3 separate regions of the Mus musculus genome follow, and all the other regions are linked to region 1. A link is a contact called in public HiChIP or PLAC-seq and Micro-C data. All regions are on one chromosome and are shown on one strand. Each heading gives the region's core, a stretch centred on a gene start, on an enhancer-like site or on the middle of the called end of the contact. The rest is flanking DNA. Distances are from core to core; before and after follow the strand shown. Region 1 holds the start of Arid1a (AT rich interactive domain 1A (SWI-like)). Region 2 holds the start of Slc9a1 (solute carrier family 9 (sodium/hydrogen exchanger), member 1). Region 3 holds the start of Crybg2 (crystallin beta-gamma domain containing 2).

The links. A called contact is a pair of places that touch in the nucleus more often than the background predicts. HiChIP or PLAC-seq counts read pairs in DNA pulled down with a chosen protein or histone mark.
Region 2: an H3K27ac HiChIP or PLAC-seq map of microglia shows a contact between it and region 1, with 5 times the contacts expected there. The contact joins the promoter of Slc9a1 here to the promoter of Arid1a in region 1. A contact is called at or near these places in 1 of 115 datasets of contacts at active chromatin or transcription factors (microglia) and 1 of 9 other capture datasets (adipose tissue).
Region 3: a Micro-C map of embryonic stem cells shows a contact between it and region 1, with 1.7 times the contacts expected there. The contact joins the promoter of Crybg2 here to the promoter of Arid1a in region 1. A contact is called at or near these places in 2 of 484 Hi-C or Micro-C datasets (both in embryonic stem cells), 1 of 115 datasets of contacts at active chromatin or transcription factors (pancreatic cancer cells) and 1 of 9 other capture datasets (liver).

Annotation. Positions count from the first base shown.
Region 1 is chr4:133,752,332-133,756,289 of GRCm38.p6, reverse strand. Arid1a (AT rich interactive domain 1A (SWI-like)) reads left to right here and starts at 2,305. Exons shown (of 20, transcript NM_001080819.2): 1 at 2,305-3,821. The coding sequence starts at 2,679.
Region 2 is chr4:133,367,632-133,371,589 of GRCm38.p6, reverse strand. Slc9a1 (solute carrier family 9 (sodium/hydrogen exchanger), member 1) reads right to left here and starts at 1,855. Exons shown (of 12, transcript NM_016981.3): 1 at 683-1,855. The coding sequence starts at 1,046. It overlaps Mir5122 (microRNA 5122), which reads right to left and starts at 1,814; the gene lies at 1,726-1,814.
Region 3 is chr4:134,066,178-134,070,135 of GRCm38.p6, reverse strand. Crybg2 (crystallin beta-gamma domain containing 2) reads right to left here and starts at 1,684. Exons shown (of 20, transcript NM_001162970.1): 1 at 1,600-1,684.

The DNA.
Region 1 (3,958 bases), core at 1,056-3,555:
TGCACGGCCATGGAAGAAGGCCATGTGGACTTTCCTTGAAGACAAATCCATTCTCGCTTCCAGATTTTCACTGGGCTCCAGGTTTCCCATTACACCCCAGTTCCGAGGAAAATGGCAGGGTAATTGCATGTAAAAAATTCCTCATTTGTGTGCGGGACTCAGGACTGTTTGGCAGCTCCGAGGCAGTTGATTAAATAGCAAAGCTCCATTTATGAGGCAGCCTATAATTTGGTTTCTAGGACCTAATGCACCACTAGAGTTGTGCTTCTGAGGGCCGTGAATGAAAACTGGTCCATACCAGCCAGTTCCATCGCCTTGGCAGGTTGGTTTGGTTCTTGGTTGGGGGATGGGAGAGCAGAGGGGCTCTGGCCATGGCTCCATTCTCAGTTTACTACGGAAGGTTTGTAATGTGGGGTGTTCTTGATTTTTCTTGGGGGTAGAAGAAATGACTTAGCCTTTCAGAATTATTTCTGTTGACCCATGACATGATCAGAACTCCAGGGGCCTGCAGAGCCCACAAGTTCTAAAATAATGGTCTGTGGTCCAAAGTCTCCATTTATAAAATCTGGGAGGAAAAGAGGCCTTTGTCATTGATGCTTTCCCAAGGCAGTCTTGGTCCTGGTGAGACGCTGGAATTCCCTCTGGTTTCTCCTGGCTTGCCCTGTCAGAGCATTCCAGGCCTGCCTGAGAAGAAAAGGCTGCTGTGGAACTGGTGAGGCCTGTAGGTCTGGACAACTCTGAGCTTTTCCGCGAATGCCTTGATCTTCACAGATAAACCTGGCCTTAGGGTCTCTGGTAAACTTCAAGGAGTCTTACACCTTAGGATAGACAGCAGATCTGAGGGGCATCCGTTTTCTGTGTGACCTGTTAGGCTCTTTTTCTCTCTTTATAGAGAAAATGGTTTCCATTTTCTGCATCCCTCTTCTGCAGTGGTTTTTGAACAGAGGTTCTTTCAGTCCCTGGAGCCTCTTCTGTGGGCTGTTTACAGTCTTCCAAGGTACTTGCCTTTGAAGATTGGGCTACTGGCCATTGTGAGCTAGGTTCCCTTAGGAAGTGCTAATGGAGCTTGGTTTGCCTGGAGGACTGTCTTAAGCCCCCAACGCATCAGTAGCCACCATTTTAAGAGAAGTGGTGGGATGACCACGTTTGATTTTCAAACCTCCTGACACTGATCTGATCCGGTGGTTGGATTTGTTCACAACGTAAGTGCCTTTCTTTTCTCTTTTCCTCCTTTTCTCTGGCTAAGTAGACAAGATGCGGCTTCGGCCACTCACTCCACTTTTTATAGCCACACACTTCTGCCCTCTGACTTTAAGTGACCTGGGCAGTCCCCTCCCTTCAGTCTGTTGGTAAAATGGGGGGGGGGGAGATAATCCAGACCTCATGCCCCCAGGGCCTTGTCAGAGAGGGCTAATGAGGGCAGGGCACGGGAGAACCGATAGTTTGAACAATGGTCAGTCCTCCTTTGGGGCTAGCCAAAGGGGGGGAAAAGCAGGGCTCGCTCAGCTGGGTCTCTAGAGCAGGTCTGCAAAAGGCTTTGAAGAAGAAAAGTGCTGCGGAGGTGCTAAGTCGCAGCCAAGAGCCCAGGCCCGGTGCCAGGGGGTCAGGTCCCGGCCGCGGCGGCCGCGGTTTCGGGCTCAGGCCAATTTTGCAGGCGCGGGTAAAGTTCACGCGGCCCGCTCCCTTTGGAGCGGCCGGGAGGGGACAGGCCAGGCTGGGAACGCGGCGAGCGAGGCGGCGCAGGCTCCGGAGGCGCGGGCTCCGGGCCGGGTTTTCCCCGAAGCCTTCGGCGGCGGCGCAGCCGAGCGAAAGAGGCTGAGGGCTTGCCGCCGCCGCCGCGGCTCCTTCTCTCCCCTCCTCCTTTGTGAGGGGAAGGGAGCGAGTCCATTCCACGGCCTGCGCCCGCTCCGCGCTCCAGTCCTGGTTTTTCAGGCGGCCGCGACGGCGCTGGGTAAAATGGCAGTGCTGAGCCTCGTGTCGGAGTGAGGGGGACTCGGAGGAGAGTGGGGCGCTCTAGCTGCTCAGTCCCGCCGCCCGCCCGCCCGCTCTCTCGTTCGCTCTCTCGCCCGCCCGCCCGCCGCCAAGCAGCAGCCTCGGCCCGAGCCGCGGCCGGGGAGGCGAGGCAGGGCGCCCGCCAGAGCAGCGCTCCTACTCTGCCTCCCGGCGCCCCGTCCGCCGCCGCGCGCCCTCCAGCCCGCCCGCCCGCCCGCCCGTCCCGGGTCCCCCCTCCCCCCCCGCTCCCTCCCTCCTTTCCCGCCCCCTCCCCCTCGCCTCCCTCCCTCCCTCCCTCCTCCTTTCTCCGGCAGCAGAAAGCGGAGAGTCACAGCGGGGCCAGGCCCTGGGGAGCGGAGCCTCCACCGCCCCCCTCATTCCCAGGCAAGGGCTTGGGGGGAATGAGCCGGGAGAGCCGGGTCCCGAGCCGCCAGAGCCCGGAGCAGCTGAGCCGCCGGCGCCTCGGCTGCCGCCGCCGCCTCCTCCTCCTCCTCCGCCGCCAGCCCGGAGCCTGAGCCGGCGGGGCGGGGGGGAGAGGAGCGAGCGCAGCGCAGCAGCGGAGCCCCGCGAGGCCCGCCCGGGCGGGTGGGGAGGGCAGCCCGGGGGACTCGGCCCCGGGGCGGGGTGGGAGGGGGGAGAAGACGAAGACAGGGCCGGGTCTCTCCGCGGACGAGACAGCGGGGATCATGGCCGCGCAGGTCGCCCCCGCCGCCGCCAGCAGCCTGGGCAACCCGCCGCCGCCGCCCTCGGAGCTGAAGAAAGCCGAGCAGCAACAGCGGGAGGAGGCGGGGGGCGAGGCGGCGGCGGCAGCGGCCGAGCGCGGGGAAATGAAGGCAGCCGCCGGGCAGGAGAGCGAGGGCCCCGCCGTGGGGCCGCCGCAGCCGCTGGGAAAGGAGCTGCAGGACGGGGCCGAGAGCAATGGGGGTGGCGGCGGCGGCGGAGCCGGCAGCGGCGGCGGGCCCGGCGCGGAGCCGGACCTGAAGAACTCGAACGGGAACGCGGGCCCTAGGCCCGCCCTGAACAATAACCTCCCGGAGCCGCCCGGCGGCGGCGGCGGCGGCGGCAGCAGCAGCAGCGACGGGGTGGGGGCGCCTCCTCACTCGGCCGCGGCCGCCCTGCCGCCCCCAGCCTACGGCTTCGGGCAAGCCTACGGCCGGAGCCCGTCTGCCGTCGCCGCCGCGGCGGCCGCCGTCTTCCACCAACAACATGGCGGACAACAAAGCCCTGGCCTGGCAGCGCTGCAGAGCGGCGGCGGCGGGGGCTTGGAGCCCTACGCCGGGCCCCAGCAGAACTCGCACGACCACGGCTTCCCCAACCACCAGTACAACTCCTACTACCCCAACCGCAGCGCCTACCCCCCGCCTCCCCAGGCCTACGCGCTGAGCTCCCCGAGAGGTGGCACTCCGGGCTCCGGCGCGGCGGCGGCCGCCGGCTCCAAGCCGCCTCCCTCCTCCAGCGCCTCTGCCTCCTCGTCGTCTTCGTCCTTCGCACAGCAGCGCTTCGGGGCCATGGGGGGAGGCGGCCCCTCAGCGGCCGGCGGGGGAACTCCCCAGCCCACCGCCACCCCCACCCTCAACCAACTGCTCACGTCGCCCAGCTCGGCCCGTGGCTACCAGGGCTACCCCGGGGGCGACTACGGCGGCGGGCCCCAGGACGGGGGCGCGGGCAAAGGCCCGGCGGACATGGCCTCGCAGTGCTGGGGGGCTGCGGCGGCGGCGGCGGCGGCGGCAGCGGCCGTCTCGGGAGGGGCCCAACAAAGGAGCCACCACGCGCCCATGAGCCCCGGGAGCAGCGGCGGCGGGGGGCAGCCGCTCGCCCGGACCCCTCAGGTACACAGCCGAGCGGGGAGGGGGCTGGGGCCAGCGGGGCCGGGGGGTGGGCTGGGTGGCGGCTGCGGGGAAGCAGGCCCCGGCCGTGGGCTCCCCTCGGGCTTGGGCCCCCACTGCCGGGGAGCTGCCATTGTCTG
Region 2 (3,958 bases), core at 606-3,105, 380 kb after region 1:
TGGGTACAAACCTGAACCAAACCTCAACCTCCTCTACTTTCTTGCCATCCCCAAATGGCTGGCTGTAGCCATTCCTATGAACTGGATAACGGTTGGCATTTCTGGACTGGGACCTGACTCAGGGGCTTCTGACTGGCCTTGGCAGGCAAAGCTGAGAGGTATCACTCTGGGGATGAAGGTAAATAAGTCTCTGGGGATCCCTGTGTTCTACCACACACCTAAGTGCCTTGTACCTAGTTCCTTACTCTACGCAAAATCCTTAGACAGGCCAAGTCCTAAAACACCCTTTCACAAAGAATGTAATAAATCCGTACTGATTCCTGTTGACAGGACAGAAAGGGCCACTTGCTAAAGGATATTCCTGTCTTACACATAGCTAAGCACCTGCCTCCTCTCTAGGTCCCATCCCAGCTGTAGGAGACCAGCCAAGCCTTGGCAGCTTTTCTGAAACCAATATCAGAAGCATCCCATCTCGTGCACGCTCCTGACCCTCCCTCCTGCTACATAATGCCAGCTCACAGGCCAGAGCTGGAGTTTAAGGACCAACAAAAAGGAGGGAGAGGCTGCCCGCCCGCGTTGCAGAAGTGGTTCATTCAGAGCCTGAGAAGCAGAACCTGGTAACAAGTGGGGCAAGAAGCTCACCTATCTGGTGGTGGCAGCAACAGCACCATCATGCACTTACCTATCTTCATGAGGCAGGCCAGGAGAATCCAGAGGGAGATCTCAAAGGGTGTGCGCACGTGAGGGTAGTCAATGTCCAGGACTGGGAAGGCCTTCCGAGATGGCTTACCGCCATGTTCAATGATTAAGTTGGTCAAATTGTGGTCATCTGGGCGATGGAGAGGCTCTGATGGTGCCGTGGTGACATCCCCAATTGAGCGTTCCCGGGGTGGTTCAGAACCTCTGATGGTGCTGGCAGTAGGGCTGTGCTGGAGGCCGTGGCTCCTGAGAACAGGTAGCAGTCCCACCAAGGCAACCACCACCAGCAAGGAGGGGAAGATCCGAGGTGGATGAAATCCCCAGACGCCGGACCACCGAAGCATCATACTGATCCCCCAGCCTAGGAGGCCTCAGCCCTTAGCGAAGTGCGTGTAAGACCTGGGACATAGGTAGCAAGGAGTCCTGCAGATGGGGTGAGACTGGGGCAATCTCTAGGAAAAGTTCATGTTTTAGAGAAGTATTTTCGTTTTCTAGAGATTCACAATCTCAAAGTCCAAACTGCAAAAAGGGGTTAAGTACCTTGGAGGGACTAAGGAGGAAACCGAAAGGATCTAGAACTTCAGGCTGAGAGAAGGAAATCGGGGAAACTGCGTCCTGAAGAGAGGGGAAGGGCCGGATAGGCTGGACCACGGGCAAGGGAAAGGAGGAAGAAGGATAGGACCTTTGGCTAAGGAAAATCACCAGGGTGCTGGAACTCGGCTAAAGGGGAGGGGTAAGGAGCCTGGGCTAAAGACGGAAAAGGGTGAGACCCACTCCGCAGGGAAAGGCGAGAGAAGGCTGGAAGGCCAGCCTGGGATAAAGGAGTATAGCAGGAAAAAGGCTGGGGCTTTCCCACCCACAGGAGAGCCAGGGTCCAGCCGCGCCGGGCTGAGATTCCGGGGAAATGGAGGGAGGCGGAAGACAGAGGCAGACGGCCTGGCGGGAAGGTGCCTCGGCGCAGGCTGGAGGCGGCTCGCAGTGAGCCAGCAGCAACACACCCCTCCTTAAGACCCCGGTGCAGAGCTGTGTTCCACCCCGGCCCAGCGGCAGCTCCTTCGGTCAGCTCCAGCTCCACTTCCAGACCTGACACAGCCCCGGGTCCCGCGGTAGCGGACTGATGCCTCGCTGAGCACAGCGCAGCCATTTATAGGCACCAACGAGTAGCAGGCGCAGCAAGCTAGAGAGACCTGTCAGCGCCCGCGCGGTGCAGCGGCCCCTGTCGCCCAGGGAAGGAAGTGTCACGTAAGAAGAGGAAGCCGAGACCTAAATTGGAAAAAAAAAAAAAAAAAAAAAAGTACAATCTAACACGAGTGACATACTGTACTATCTACAAAGTGTTTTCTTGTTAGCATGTGACTTTGAACAAGTTATTTAGCCTCTCTGTTTCACAGCTTTCTCAACTGTAAGGTGGAGATGGATAGCTATAACAAAAGGATAACAAGATGGTTAAATGAGGTGATCTATGAGAAATGTTTAGAATGAAAGGGATGGGATCGTGGTTCAGAGGTAGAGTGCTTGTCTACCATTGGTTCCTATGCCCAGTGTCACAAAATAAAGTTAAATGAATGAATGAAATGGGCTAGAAATCTGCACTCTGTATGTTCCCAAGCATTGACCTGTGCTGAGGACCGTGTGAGCTGAAATCCGTTCCTGCATCCCAGCCACAGGTGCTTTGATGGCAATGTATTGGCTTCCCTTGACTGTGGCGGCATAACCCCAGCCTCCCTGTATCCGTCTTTAGGTCCAAATTTCCCCCTTTAAAAGGACTCCAAGCAAATTGAATTAGGAATTGGCCCTAATGGCGTACCTTACCTTGATCAACTTCAAAAACCCAATCTGAGCCACGAACGGTGGGAAACTGTAATTCCAGCATTTGGGAAACTAAAGAAAGAGGAATTTTTAACTCAACGTCAGCTTGTGTAACAAAGTGAGTTCTAGACCAGGCTGAGGTCAGTAGGGAGACCCTGTCTCAAAGAGATTTAAAACAACAACAACAACAACAAAACCCCTCATCTAAATAAAGCCACATTCTCGGGCACTGAGGGGTGGGCAGGGGTAGGACTTCAGCTTCTTTTGAAAGGGCGTGTTTCAACTCATAACAGTAGTGAAACAACCAAAAAGTAAGAGGCTGGGTATTGTTTTTGTCTGTCTGTCTATCTGTCTGTCTGTCTGTCTGGTTTAAAGAGAAAAGAAGGATTTTTATTATCTGCAGACAGAAAACAGCTTCCAGAAGGGGCATGTTCTGTTTTGTGCGAAAGGCTACATTCTTACAATGTAGCCCAGCTGGCTTCTAATTTTTGGCAATCCTCCTGCCTCTCCCTCTCAAGTGGGATTACTGGTATGCACCACCACACACAGCCGGAACTGGAATTTGAATGAATGATATTGATTAGAGTTCAGAAAGGTCGAGACATTGTGTCTACATGGTGCAATCATGAGAACTCTTCCCCCCCCCCTCAGAAGTAGGATCTGAACACAGAACCCTGTGCGTGCTAGGTAAGCACACCACCGCTGAGCCCAGACTGAGAAGTTTTTAAATCATTTCAAATGCCATCCTGTTTCATGGAAAGGTTAATTAAAGCCGAGAAATCCAAGGTGATTTGTTCAAGGGGCTGTTAGAGGGGTTTGTTTTCGTTTGACAAATCTCTTCAGAACTTTCTTGACAAGGATTTCTGCTGAGCTAGGGACATAGGCATGAGGCGTGGAGTGGGACTGTGAATGGTGATTAGGGTCAGCTCCAGAGCTCAAGGTGAGCTTCCCAGCTCTGGGAGTGTCCTGTTCCTTCACTGGGTGGTCCATACCCAGTTACTCAGAGGCAGTTATGTTGTGGGAGTTCACCATGCCTTCAGAGTTTGTGTACTTTCCATCTGGAAAAAGGTGTTTTCAAGTAACAAGAGTGTGATATGACAACCAAGTGTAAAACATTTCTGACTTTTCTGAACCTTGCCACGTTTTTCCAGGAATAGATTCAGACACTGGGAGGTGACCGGAAAAAAAAAAAAAGAAAAAGAAAGAAAGAAAGAAAGAAAGAAAGAAAGAAAGAAAGAAAGAAAGAAAGAAAGAAAGAAAGAAAGAAGAAAAGAAAAGAAAAGAAAGAAAGAAAGAAAGAAAGAAAGAAAGAAAGAAAGAAAGAAAGAGAAGATTCAGAAACAGACCTGGAAAGATGCTTTAGTGGCTAAGGACCATCATTCAAATAAATCCCCAGCTCTCAGAGTTAAAAGAAAAGAACAAGAAAGCCAAGTATGCCCACATACCTTTA
Region 3 (3,958 bases), core at 435-2,934, 310 kb before region 1:
ATTCCAAACTCCCCATATAAATGTTTATATAGGTTTACATATTTATCTGGTAAACCGAGTCTGTGTTTTGATGGCTACTCTATAAATTTTTTTTAATATTTACTTGTTTGCTTTTATACTTTCAGGGAGAGTCTCATTTTGTAGTCCTGGCTGTCCTGGAGCTCACTATGTAGACCAGGCTGACTTCGAACTCACAAGAGATCTCTACCTGAATCTGCCTCCCAAGTACTGAGATTAAAGGCTTGCACCACCACGCCTGCCCCTCTTTTTGATGTTCTGAGATAGCATTTTGCTATGTAACTCTGGCTGGCCTGATAGCATTTATGTAGCCCACTGTGGGCTCCAACTCAAAACAAGTCTTCGTTCTCACCTTCCCAAGCAGAGGGCTGGGATTATATGCATATACTAGCATGGCTGACTGGGGTTCCCCCCAGGGTTTGCTCATTTGTTTGAGACAGGGCCTCATGTGGACCAGTGCGGCTTTGAACTCTCTGTTCCCAAAGAGGGTCTTGAACTTGTTTTTTTTTCTTAAGTTACATTTGGTGAGTGTGTGTGCCTGTATGTGTGTGCACATTCCTGCATGTGTGCATGTGTGTGCACATGTATGTGGATACTCGTGTGTGTGTGTGTGTGTCCCACGATGCACGTGAGGACAGCTTGTGGGTTGTCCCCTTCCACCATGTGGGTTGAGAAGACTGAGTAGTCAGGTTTGACTGCAGACAACCTTTGTCCACTCCCTAGCCGTGACCTTGAACTCTGATTCTCTAGCCTCTACTTCCTCTGAATGGTCAGATGATAGGCATGCCCAACCCTTCCTTTTCCCAGCTCTGGAATGTAACCTAGGGCTTCAGAGGTGCTAGGCAAACCCTCTACCAACTGGGGGACCTCTCAGCCCTGGGGTTCACTTCAGACCTTAAGGAGCAATCCTTGCTTATATCTCCAAGTATGACATAGCAAGGCTGTTTTCAGACCTAGGGACCCCAAAGACCCTGCTCACCTAGCCCCCAACAGCTATACCCAGAGTGAGACATAGGCCCACTGCCCTAATTCTCTCCCCACTCCCTACCTCCCTCCTTCCTAAGAAACTGGAAGAAACAGAACTTTGACCTGCCCTGTGGCCCAGCAGTGACTCAGGTTTTATAAGGGGGCATAGATGAAAGGGCCTGAGGCCCACAGATGTCTGACTCAACTCCAGGACCACTGCTGGTTGTTACCAGTGTCTGGGATAGAGTTTGTGGGGCCTCTGACAGCCTGTGAATAAGGATGGGGAGTCCTGGATGACCCCCAAGACTTCCTTAGCCAGGGTCAGTTGAGAGCAGACACACATGGACACCCTAGGCTCAAACTCAGCTCCTTACAACAGCCCGACCCTGCCACCCTCACTGAAGCTGTGTTCTCTCCCCTGGGATCCCCCACTTTGTCCCTTACTCAGCACCACATAAGTAGCCTCCTCCTCACAGAGTCCCCTGTCTTCATCCCCCCAGATCGCTCGTCATTGGCGGCAAGCGACAAAGCTTGAGCTCTAACCGATTTGTTCACTCATTCATTCATTCAGTGCTAATTATTTGGGGCCAAGTGCCAAGTCCTGGCCAGACTCACCCAAGGCTAGCTTTCTTAAGAAGCTGATATCCCAGGAGTCAGATGTTTGGAAGGTCCCATGGGCTTCAGCAAGGCCACAGGGAAACAGCTTGGGGGAAACTGAAGGAAGGCAGTCCGCACAGGGTTGTATTGATGACGTCCCAGCAATCAGCTCCATGCCATTCTAGGCCCAGCCCAACCCAGGGACAACACCCCCTGATGGCCATTCATTCCTTAAGCATGTGGTCATAGCTTCTGCTTGAATACTTCTAGGGACAGGGAGGTCACCTCCTGACAGTTCACATGTCCCATCCCTAGACAGTCAAGATGGCTAAGATGTTTTTCATGTGTGTTGGAATGTGCCTGCCTATAGCTCCCCACTTTTGCCTTTGTCTGGAGACACACCCCAGTAACCTAGCTACCACCCCTGCAAACACAAGGGCCTGTTCCAAGAGCCCTCTCTTCTCCACGTCTACAAGTGGATTTGCTAGCAAGGTGACCTGTGACCTCTAAGCAAGGTGTGTGGGTATGGGAAGGGAGAGGCTGAGGGGGGTGTGGGGGGAGCGTGGGAAAAAAATCTCAGCTAACCCAACAAGTCCTGGGATTCTCCCCGCTTACCTGTGAGTCACCCCCAAACTAGGCCAAACCAGTCCACAGGCCCACATGCTGCCAAACACATGGCGCATCAGACAGGCATTCACAGAGTCGAAGACCCACCACATCACACAGCACAGAAATACAGAGATACCCGCCTAGACAAACGCAGCCAGGAACACACAGCAACACACACACATGGTCACACACCAAGAGACACAAACACACAGGGGCTCTGTAGGCGTGCAAGCCACACGCTCCACTACAGAACACACAGGCACCACAGCACATGTATGCACGTATCTCCGGAACACACCCATTCAGCTCACAGCCAACAAACAAGCTCTCTCTGCTTTGCAATCCATCTGCCCTTGAATAGGAACCTGTACTTGGTGCACGCAGAGCTCACACATTCCCGCGTGCTACCCGGCTGTACTCTGCCCTTTTCCCCACATTAGTCAAACCTGCTTAAAGAACCCTCCAGCAGAGAGTGGGTCCAGAAGGACAGTGTCCCTGAGAGTCACCTCCTTCCTCTCTAGGGACCTCCTACATTCCAACTCCAGGCTGTATTCACCTAGACCCCAATCAACCAGAACCCCATGTCCCCCACCTCACCCTCCTGCCTGTTTCCCATCTGCTTCTAAAACCAGCTCACTTTCCACCCCCTCGTCCTTGTACAGACTGCCTTCCTATGCTGGGGTACCCTGGCAGCTCTCAGGGCCAGTTTGGATCACCCGTGTCCTCCTCCCTAGGCACAGAACTGGCACACCAACCCCTACCTGGACCTCCTTGCTTTGGCTTTGTTAAGGGTGCTTTTAGATCCATAGTATGTTCCACACAGCAACCACAAGTTACCCTGTGCTCTGCACAGGGCCAAAGAGACCTCTTTGCAAGGTGTGCAGCCTTAGGGGGTTTGGGGAGGTGGCTAGGGTGTAGACAGACCTGGGTTTGAATTCTGACTGGCTGGTTGGCTTTGGGCAAGTGACTTACTCTTGCGGAGCCTCAGTCTCCTGCTCTCGTTAGCTGGGGTTGATGGGAAGGTTAGCTCCTAGTCTGTGGATTAAAGAAGACTACACTTACACTTGAAAAACAAAGCACAGATGACTGGCGCCTCTGCCATCAGCAGCAGCTTCTCAGAGGCCCCTCTGGTGGCCTAGGACTCGCCTAGAGAGGCCTCAATTTCATTCCTCCTTACTGAGTTATGAAGAAGCCATGCCTCCCCGCTCCGAGCCTACCAAGATGCTTTAGGGGACTCACTTCAACACAAATAAAACTCTTCTAAGCTTGGGAGTCTCGGCGCCTCTTTTCGTGGCTGCCCGCAGAGCCTGGTGGGATAATTACCATTGCCAATGGCGTGTACTTAATAAGCATCCCTGTTATTTTGCCAGCCCAGCTCAATGGAGTTCAAAGCATGTTCCAGTAGCCACCCCCTTCTTCCTCATCTCTGACTACCATACCCATTCAGCAAAGCAAGACTCAGAAAAGTTAAGCAACCTGTGCCAGGGCGCCCAGCACCTTGGCAAGGTTCCTATTCCCAGGCTGGGTCCGCAATCTCTTGCAAAGAACCCAGGATTAACAAGAGTACCTGAAAGGAAGGTTACCCTGGCTAGCCTATCCTCTCCATGATGAGATTTCCCTTCCAGGGGTGGGGGGACAGGGAAGGAAGGCAGAGGTGGTTTTCAGCCTACGGGTGGAGAGAGAGAGAGAGAGAGAGAGAGAGAGAGAGAGAGAGAGAGAGAGAGAGAGAGAGAGAGAGAGAGAGAGAGAGAGAGAGAGAGAGAGAGAG